Linked DNA regions of Mus musculus: region 2 is linked to region 1. The links are chromatin contacts, called in public promoter capture Hi-C maps. All regions are on one chromosome and are shown on one strand. Each heading gives the region's core, a stretch centred on a gene start, on an enhancer-like site or on the middle of the called end of the contact. The rest is flanking DNA. Distances are from core to core; before and after follow the strand shown. Region 1 holds the start of Ferd3l (Fer3 like bHLH transcription factor). Region 2 has its middle 4.5 kb from the start of Mir680-3.

What was found. Promoter capture Hi-C pulls out the DNA fragments that hold promoters and counts their contacts.
Region 2: a promoter capture Hi-C map of frontonasal cranial neural crest shows a contact between it and region 1, with 2.9 times the contacts expected there. The contact joins the enhancer-like site here to the promoter of Ferd3l in region 1. A contact is called at or near these places in 6 of 39 promoter capture datasets (cranial neural crest, frontonasal cranial neural crest, hematopoietic stem and progenitor cells and 3 more).

The regions. Positions count from the first base shown.
Region 1 is chr12:33,926,824-33,931,125 of GRCm38.p6, forward strand. Ferd3l (Fer3 like bHLH transcription factor) reads left to right here and starts at 1,602. Exons shown (of 1, transcript NM_033522.2): 1 at 1,602-2,487. The coding sequence starts at 1,667. The coding sequence ends at 2,173. All of the region lies in intron 1 of Gm40383 (a long non-coding RNA gene), which reads right to left.
Region 2 is chr12:35,197,082-35,201,674 of GRCm38.p6, forward strand. No RefSeq gene overlaps it. Among named protein-coding and RNA genes, the nearest start is that of Mir680-3, 4.5 kb to the left of the region's middle. Within about 2 kb of position 3,205, at least 14 of the 459 cell types and tissues checked have an H3K27ac peak or open chromatin away from gene starts, as enhancers often do.

The DNA of each region.
Region 1 (4,302 bases), core at 352-2,851:
CAAAATATTTCTTTAAATATTACTGGTGTCTATAATTGCCCTGCTATGGACACTAGAAATCCTTGCTTTGATTAATACTGGGAAATGAAGAAGAGGGAGAACTGTGTAGAAGTAGGGCCTTCTGGGAGCTGTCCAATGTACCGACTAAGCTTACTCTTTAAAGGGAACTGATATCTTTCCTGAGTCTCCTTGAAATCACAAAATATCCATTTACATATTTTCTGCTATTTCTTCTGACCTACCTAGGAACTGGATTTTTCAACGTGTTGTTTGCCTCCTAGGAGGTTTAAAAAAAAAAAAAAAAAACAGATCTTTACACCGAGTAATAAACTAGCTGTTAGTAAACCAAAAGATGGAAAAAATAAAGTGTGTGTGGACATTCGGGACATACAAAAATCAGAAAAACTTCTTAGTGTATTAAGTTTAGAATCTCTTCTATTTCTGTGGATAGACACCAAATTTCCCTGAAATTTCAGTAAGGTATAGTTTTCCTTCTAAAACCTTACTTTGGTATACAAAGGAGTGAGGGTAGCAGCCAGATCAAAGTGTCAGGATTTTTCTTTGTTCAAGAACAAATGCTTGATTGGCAATTTAAAAGTTCGAAGGCTAACTCCCTAACAGAGAGTGAGCTGTTCACTCTCTCTCTCTTATTAAAGCTAAATCGAATTTTTCAAAGGAGGCTTGCAGGGTCGGGGGTAGGGGGAGGGAGGCAGGAACGGGGAAGACAGGGACAGGACGGTGATACTTTGTCCCCTAAGGGGTAATTACACAGTAAAGGGCTTATGCAGTAAATGTCTGGAATCTCCGTTTTATATTTCTTTATCACCATAACTCTTTTCTTCAAATATAACCCTCCACAGTGGAGGATAAGACCAGGGAGAGTCAAGTATCTCAATTGTCAGTCTGATTGTGTTCAAGCCGACTTCAGAAGTCAGGGTCTGTAACCAGGCAGTGAGTTGTTTGCGATGTCCTAGAAGGAGAAAAGACACCGGTTCCAACAGAGACACTGGGGAATGTGATCGGCCCCCTAGCCATGCTTACTTAAGCTAATGGAAGGTCTTGCCTTTCAGCAGCCGCTGTGCTGGGATACCAGACAAACAGCTCCCCTCGACCCCTGGCAGGAAGGGCCTCTCTTCTGGACATCATTAAAAGCGCATGCCCTTATTTCACATCCATTGGCAAATGGAGGCAAGATTCAGGACTCCTATCCTGAAGCCAAGGAGAAGCCATCGCAGTGGAAAGATTTTGGCTTTGAAAATCCAAATCGAAATTAAAGACCTATACGGAATAAGGAACCAAAAGAACATTGAATGGATACTGGGATGAGACCAGAGACAAAAAAGCACAGCAGGTAAGAACTGGGGCCTGCTGCCAAGAAGGAACTGCCCTGCAGAGGTGGTGCAGCAAGGGGGGGAAATACCTTAGAGCCTGAAAGTCTGCCGCCTTGAGCCTTCTGTGAATGCTTGAACTTGTCATCTTCTATCAGCTTACAGAAGAGGGACGTTGCCCTAGCCTTCAGTCTCCCTGCTAAGAATCCTTTTTCAGTTTGGTTATAAATGTCTCCCCGAGTTTGGTGATGATACGCTGCAGGAATCAAGGCCACCAAGGAGCTCTATCGGCAGCTATGCCATTCCTGCAAGAAAATCGGTGAGATAGACGCTGAGTGATGGCCGCCTATCCAGAGAGCTGCTTGGATGCTACCGTGCTGAACTTCGTAGCAGATCTCTCTCTGGCCTCTCCCAGACACCCTCTTCTCTGCGAGTTCCCACCTGGGGTCCCTTTTGGGGACCGAACACTGGGGTACAGAGAGGGAAGACCTGGGAGACTGTCGCAGTTTGATGAAAGATATCAGGAAGTAGAGGGGGACGAAGTGGAATATGAGGACCCAGAAGAGGAGGAAGAGGAGGGAGAGGGGCGCGGCAGAGTAGCATCCTTGCTGGGCCGCCCCAAAAGAAAAAGAGTTATTACTTATGCCCAGCGCCAGGCCGCCAACATTCGCGAGAGGAAGAGGATGTTCAACCTAAACGAGGCCTTCGACCAGCTGCGCAGAAAGGTACCCACCTTCGCTTATGAGAAGAGACTGTCGAGGATCGAGACCCTCCGCTTGGCCATCGTCTACATTTCCTTCATGACCGAGCTCCTGCAGAGCAAGGAGGAAAAGGAGGCCAGCTGAGCGGGGAGGGGTGAGCCCAAGAGACACTCCCCCGCCTCATCGTGCTTGGCGGGGTGCGTCTGGAAGGCAGAGGGGCCGCTGGCCTTCTGAGGCGGGGTTTGAGATGGTAAACTCCCCACTCGCGGCAGCTCTGCAGTGAATAAGTTGGGGATCCGGCACAATAAGGGTCTAGCTGGGCAGGTTGGGAGTTCCCGGGGTCAAGGATTTAGGGAGTTAGAGCTTCTTGCTTGGAGCAGGTGGGAAACTGGTCTGCTCCTCCACGGACCTCTGGTGATCTCTCCTCCTTGCTCCTTTTCAACAGTAGAAATAATAAAATAATCGCTCGCATGATTAGTTGCTGCCCCAATTCCATCTCCAGCTGGGGCTTCATTCTAGCAAGCGCACAGGTGAGCACACCTAAGGCAGAGACCAGGGGAGCGCTCTTGGTGCAACTTTCTCTTGGTTCTTTATGGGAACAGTCCTCTCAGACTACTTGGGGGGTGGGGGGACAAAGAGGGAGTGAGTGATGCAGGGGCCGAACAAACTCTCAAAATATGGCCTCTGAGAAGGATCCCTCTCCCTCCCTCATCGCCATCCCCACACCACCCTAACACTGGGTGCTGTGGAAACTCCCCTACCTGAATTGTTTGCAAGTGTACTCTAACTTGTCCCAGTTAAACGCAGTCCTCAGTGAAAATGGCCATTAGCCTTTTGCTCAGAACTAAACTCTGTTCTTGTCTCTCCCGGTAAGGGTGGGAGGTGGGGGCGGGGTTCTTCCTTCGGGTGCACTTTCCACACTGGCACCCCCAAGGTCTTGGGATTCATGCTTTCAACAGTTGCCTGTGGCAAAGGGCTAGTATCTCTTAATAAGCTACAGCAATCCTGTGCTGGTAAAATAATTTTAAATAGTGGGTAGGAACAGCCGTCTTTCAGGGTTTTTTTTTTTTTTAAATTAGATACTTTATTTACATTTCAAATATCCATTTTTTACACTTTTTATTTACATTTCAAATTTCCATTTCAAATTACATATCAAATACATATTCCCTTTCCTAGTTTCCTCTCAAAAAACCCCTATCCCCTCCCCCTCCCCCTGCTCCCCACCCACTCCTGCCTCCTGGCCCTGGCATTCCCCTATACTGGGGCATAGAACCTTCACAAGACCAAGGGCCTCTCCTTCAGGTGATGGTCGACTAGGCGATCCTCTGCTACATATGCAGAAGTGAATGCTCACAGTCATCCATTGGATGGAGCACAGGGTCCCTAATGAAGGAGCTAGAGAAAGTACCTAAGGAGCTGAAGGGGTCTGCAGCCCTATAGGAGGAACAACAATATGAACTAATCAGTACCCCCCAGAGCTCCCTGGGATTAAACCACCAATCAAAGAAATCGCATGGTGGGACTGGAATACCAGTCCATCTTTCAGTTTTAAGCCATCGAGGGACTATTGGGATGAGATAACTTCTGATGCTTTTGAGAATGCCTGCTGATGGAGGTTCTGGGAAGCTACCTTCCTGGATCCTCTGTTATCCCACAGTTCTTTCTTCTCGGTGACCTGGAAGCACCTGATGCTGGGGCTTTATGAGATATGCGCTTACATGAGGCAAGGGACTGAGCTAGTGTACATAACTGTGAGTCCATTCACGCCAATGATAAATCCCAAAGAAGGAATGCTTGCTTCTGCTCCTCATGTGCACTTGCAAAACAAAGTCATAGCAAGATTGCACAAGTGCAATGCCCTGGCATACTAAAGTAATAATAACATAGGAATAAAATTGTATATGCTTATTCTAGAAAGATTAGTAATGTAAATGTAAAAACCTAAGCAAACACGCACGATTTTCATCTTCTTCCTTCTGTTCTTTTATTTCCTATGCAGTTAGAAATTCAATATATGTAACAAATTTGTAATACTTTTCAATATTGATTTTTCTCATTTTGCAATACTTTTGGATATTGGTTTTTCTCATTTAGCATTGTGGAATTCTATGGAATAGTAGCTAAATAGATGGAATTCCATTACTGTATCTTCCTGCCATCCTATGTATCACAACATAATCTCATTCCTTTACAGATGGCTAGCTCAGGCATTTCCTTTAAAAAAAGATTATATTGCAAACAGGGCTCTTAGAAATGTCTTCTCTGTTACA
Region 2 (4,593 bases), core at 1,955-4,454, 1.3 Mb after region 1:
ATGTGGAACAGTCAGAGGGTCAGTGGACTGGGATGGGGATAAAATCTGGATTGTAAAAAAAAATTAAAATGAAAATGATTAAAATTTTAAGACTGTATCAGGTGTGTGTGTGTGTGTGTGTGTGTGTGTGTGTGTGTGTGTGTGCGTGTGTAACTTGTAAAAGACAGAATCCTCATCTGGGAATGGTCATAAGAAGACACAAGATAAATTCTAGCTGGATAAATGATTGACAGTGTGCATTGTGATTAATGACAAAACAAACAAACAAACAAACAAACAAACAAAACTACGCCTTTGGATGCTAGCTCTTGAGAAGCTGAGCAGTGGAGATAGCCAGTGTAGGACTTGCCTGGACTACACAGTTAGGCTCTGCCTCCATAATGAAGATGGGAATATTTCTGTGGCTCACATTTGCAGTGGAGCGATGCTCCCGTGGAAATCTGAGGTCTGGAAGGATTTGCACAGGGATGACTGACCTAGAGACATCTATAGAGTTACACAGGAGCCTGAAACTACATCAACAATTACTTTAGGTTTGGATGGGCAGGGACTGAGTTAATTTTTTCCCCTATGCAGTCTAACGGGACCCGGTGCGGAAGCACACTTCAGTTTAGTTTGTAGGGTAATGTTTTTAAATTCAATTGTTTTGACTGTATAGTGGGCTTCATTATGACAGAAATATGTGCCTCTCTTTTGTACTTGGCTTCTGTCCTCCGGCTCTCCATACCCTCAGGAATCCAACCCTCCTTTTATTTTTATGTCTTTCCCTTCCCCACTGCTACTTGAGTTTGTGCAATGATATATTTTCATGCTTACCATCTGTGGTGTTTGAATGGGAATGGCTCCATAGAATCATGTGTTTGAATGCTTGGCCCATAGGGAGTGCCACTATTGGGAAGTATGGCCTTGTTGGAGAATAGGTGTGGTCTTGTTGAAGAAAGTGTGTCACTGGGGTTGGGCTTTGAGGTCTTATAAGCTTAAGTCTAGCCAGTGTGACACAGTCTCTCCTGCTGCCTGTGAATCAAGATGTAGAACTCTCAGCTCTTTTCCCAGCACCATGTCAGCCTGCATGCTACCATAGTTGCCACCATGATGATAATTGACTAAACCTCTGAAACTTTAGGCCAGCCCCAGTTAAATATTTTCCTCTATAAGAGTTGTCATGGTCATGGTGTCTCTTTACAGAAGCAAAACCATAACATTTGGAGAGTTAAATAAGACCTAAATAAGGGGAAAGAAGGCTAAGAACACATAATACCAAGCTGGGCAGTGCTGGTGCACACCTTTAATCCCAGCACTTGGGAGGCGGAGGCAGGCAGATTTCTGAGTTTGAGGCCAGACTGGTCTACAGAGTGAGTTCCAGAACAGGCAGGGCTATACAGAGAAACCCTCTCTCGGAAAACAAAAACAAAAACAAAAATACAAAACCCAAAAAACCCAAAAAACCAACCAACCAGACAACAACAACAACAACAACAACAACAACAAAAACAACAAACCAAACCAAACCAAAACAAAACCCCAAACCAAACCAAACCAAATCAAATCAAACCAAACCATGAACACATAATACCAACAAAAACAACCCCCCACCCCAAACAAGCAGATCAAAACCAAGAAGGTGTAATGAAAAGAATCCAGTTCAGAGAGATCTAGTTAGTAACTCAAGTCCAAACATTGCAAAGGCTTTTTAGCATGTTGCTGATCTCATGTGAAATCGAACTCTTTGCATATGGTTGTTTGTGTTTTCCACTACAATTTAACAACTAAGATCATTTTATCTGATGAAACCTGTCTTGGTGCACCATGCATTCCTTAGTCATTATTTAAATAGCTGTATCCCTAAGGGAGACACTATCTCTATCTGGAAACCAGTGGGGCAGCCAGAACTCATGGAACATGTGTGTTAATCCCAGCACTTGGGAGGCTGAGGCAAGAGGGCTATTCTGTTTAAGGCAATTCTGGTCTAAATAGAAAGACCTTGTCTCAAAAACAAACAAACAAACAAACAAACAAACAAACAAACAAACAAACCAACCAAAACATGAAAAGGGAGAGGAGGAGGAATAGGAGGAGATGACAAAATAGGAGATAGAGACCACGGTGGTGGCCTGACTATCATCTAGAGTTTTAAGCACAGGCATTATCAGATGTTCATAACCTTCTACTGCGGTTAGCTACTCCTTCAGCCTAATCTCCATGCTCTTGAGAATTGAAATAGAACTCATAATCGTTCAGGTTAACACTGGAAGATTAGTCTGATATTTGACTTAAGATGTGTATTTTCAGTGTCGTTAAGGTCCCCATGTGTACTGCATTTTGCATTCAATGAACAAGAGGGTCCGTAATTTGCTTAGCAAAACCTCTACTGAATCTGTTGCACTGGTTGGTTGCGGGTGATGGAAAGAATGAACCCCACCTTGGCCCCCCAGAAACGGCACAGTGTGGGTCAGAGAAAGGAGGGTAAGATGGAATCTCTGAGTCAGTGCTAAGAAGGAAGGCGGGGAGCAAGGAGGAGGGAGCAAATGTAATATGTTGAAAGAAACCGCCTCCGAAGGAATGAATCATTTGATTAAACCAATTGTGAAACCCTATTACCCTTTGCCATGATTGGCTGCAATGGCCATATGACTGTTTCTGACCAATGGGAGAAAAGGTAGACTTTCTGGGGGCACTACAGGAAGGGCCTGCCTTGCTGATGAAAGATGAGAGACCATGGGTAGAATGTCTCCTTTTCCTGCTGCGGGTGGGGTTTTGGCATGATGATTGATCAGCCTTAAGGGCAACACTTCTGATTCATTGGGGATGATTGATGAGCAGTCAGAAAAGGAGTATATTATTGATGACACTTGATCACCGTGTAGAAAACAGAAACAATTGGCAAGTGTCCCTCCAGGACGTTTGTTCTGTAATATTGGGTAATAATAATCTTTTGTCAGGGAATTCAGGGGACGGTTTTTGGGTGAGGAAAAAACCTTTGAGCTCTGTTTGCAAAAACAAGGAGAAAAAGAACTAGTAGAAAATGCTGGAAATGTGGGGGAAGGGAATGACACAGAGGCAAGGAGACCGTGGCCTACCTAGACTCCCTTGTTATTTTAGACAGTTTTTTGGTTGTTTGGAAATTCAAGTTCTATTACGTGTGTGCTTCAAAGGGTTTGAGCTAAGCACATAGCCAGAAATATACAGTAACTTGTAATTTGTTCCAGCCGTAAATCCACGTGGCTTTGAGTCTTGGAAGGGAAGAGGGTCATGTGGCAGGGAGCAAGTGGTGGCAGCCTCTGTTGTTTTTGTTCTCACCATGCAAAAGAAAGCTGCTTCTTTTGTTGGTCCAGGTCATCTGAGAAGTGACTCCCAAGGCAGGATTAAACATGAAAGGATTTTATTAGAGGAGCTGTCTATGCAAGAAGGCCCAGGGCGAGGCCTTCAAATTGGGAGGCACTTAAGGTATGGAGAGACAGAGGTGTCTGTGTGGCAGCACTCTTAGCCACTGTGCAATCTAGAGAGAGGCTGAACAAAGCCATGGGGAACGTGTTTATGAAGTTCCCTCTATCCCAGGATCATAGCTCGGCCTGTTGTAGTGTCCCAGCCTCACAGCAGGAAGCAGGACCTGAGCCCCATCACAGTGATGGGTCTGAGAACTGCAGGGGTAGCCCACTGTTCCACTCTCAGAAGTTTTCCAGGACAGTCTCAATTTTATTTAAAAAAAAAAAACAGAAAAACAACAACAAACATAACAAATCCAGACTAGGACCAGTAATGGAAATAAAATGACAAAATACTTTGTGCATTTTACATGTGAAGTTCTTAGCCTTGTGCTGGGTTAGACAAACCCTTGGGGACTTGCGTTTTCACCATGGCTTCTCCCCAGGAAACATCCTAAGTAAAATGGGCACCTTGCTGGCAGTGCCGCCAAGTCTTACCACAGTTTCTCAAGCTTCTCCCCTTTCTACTTTTTGACCCACCCCACCCCCAACCCCCAGTGTCTCCTGCACTGTCCTTTCTGGAGCTGTTTATTCTGTCTGTCTCCCCTCATCCTGCTTCTAAGACAGACATAAGACCTCTCGACTGCAGATGTCTCTCTTGAGCCGGGAGGTGGGCAGGGAGGCGGGGAGAGGTCCTTGGCTCAGAACCCTGATATCTTTGCTTTCTGGCTTTCAAGGCCTTGGTGGAGCCTTGTCCAGCCTCAAAACTCACAGTCCACTCTGGGTGCGAACTCCCACATGACTAAAGGTAAAGTTACTCCTGCATTAATTGCACCGTGACCATTGTCCTCGTCTTGGTCAGGAAGAACCTCTCTCCATCTTCCTTAGTTTTGAATGGACCTTTCTCTGTAATTTGGAGTTGAGACTCTGGACTATGCTGTTGTCTTGAGTTTGTTCTTCAGGCCTGAGGATATAGGCTCTCTTTTTATGCCCTGGCAATCCATATGCACATGTAATTACACACACCACACACGTGCCTGAGTCCTCCCACACAGAACAGTGAACTTTTATGCATTCTGATTATTTTTGTTCATACAGCTGCATACTTGGCGTGCTTTGTAAAGTTACTGCGAACGCTAAGTTAGAAGGCATAGAATCATGGCTGCTTCAA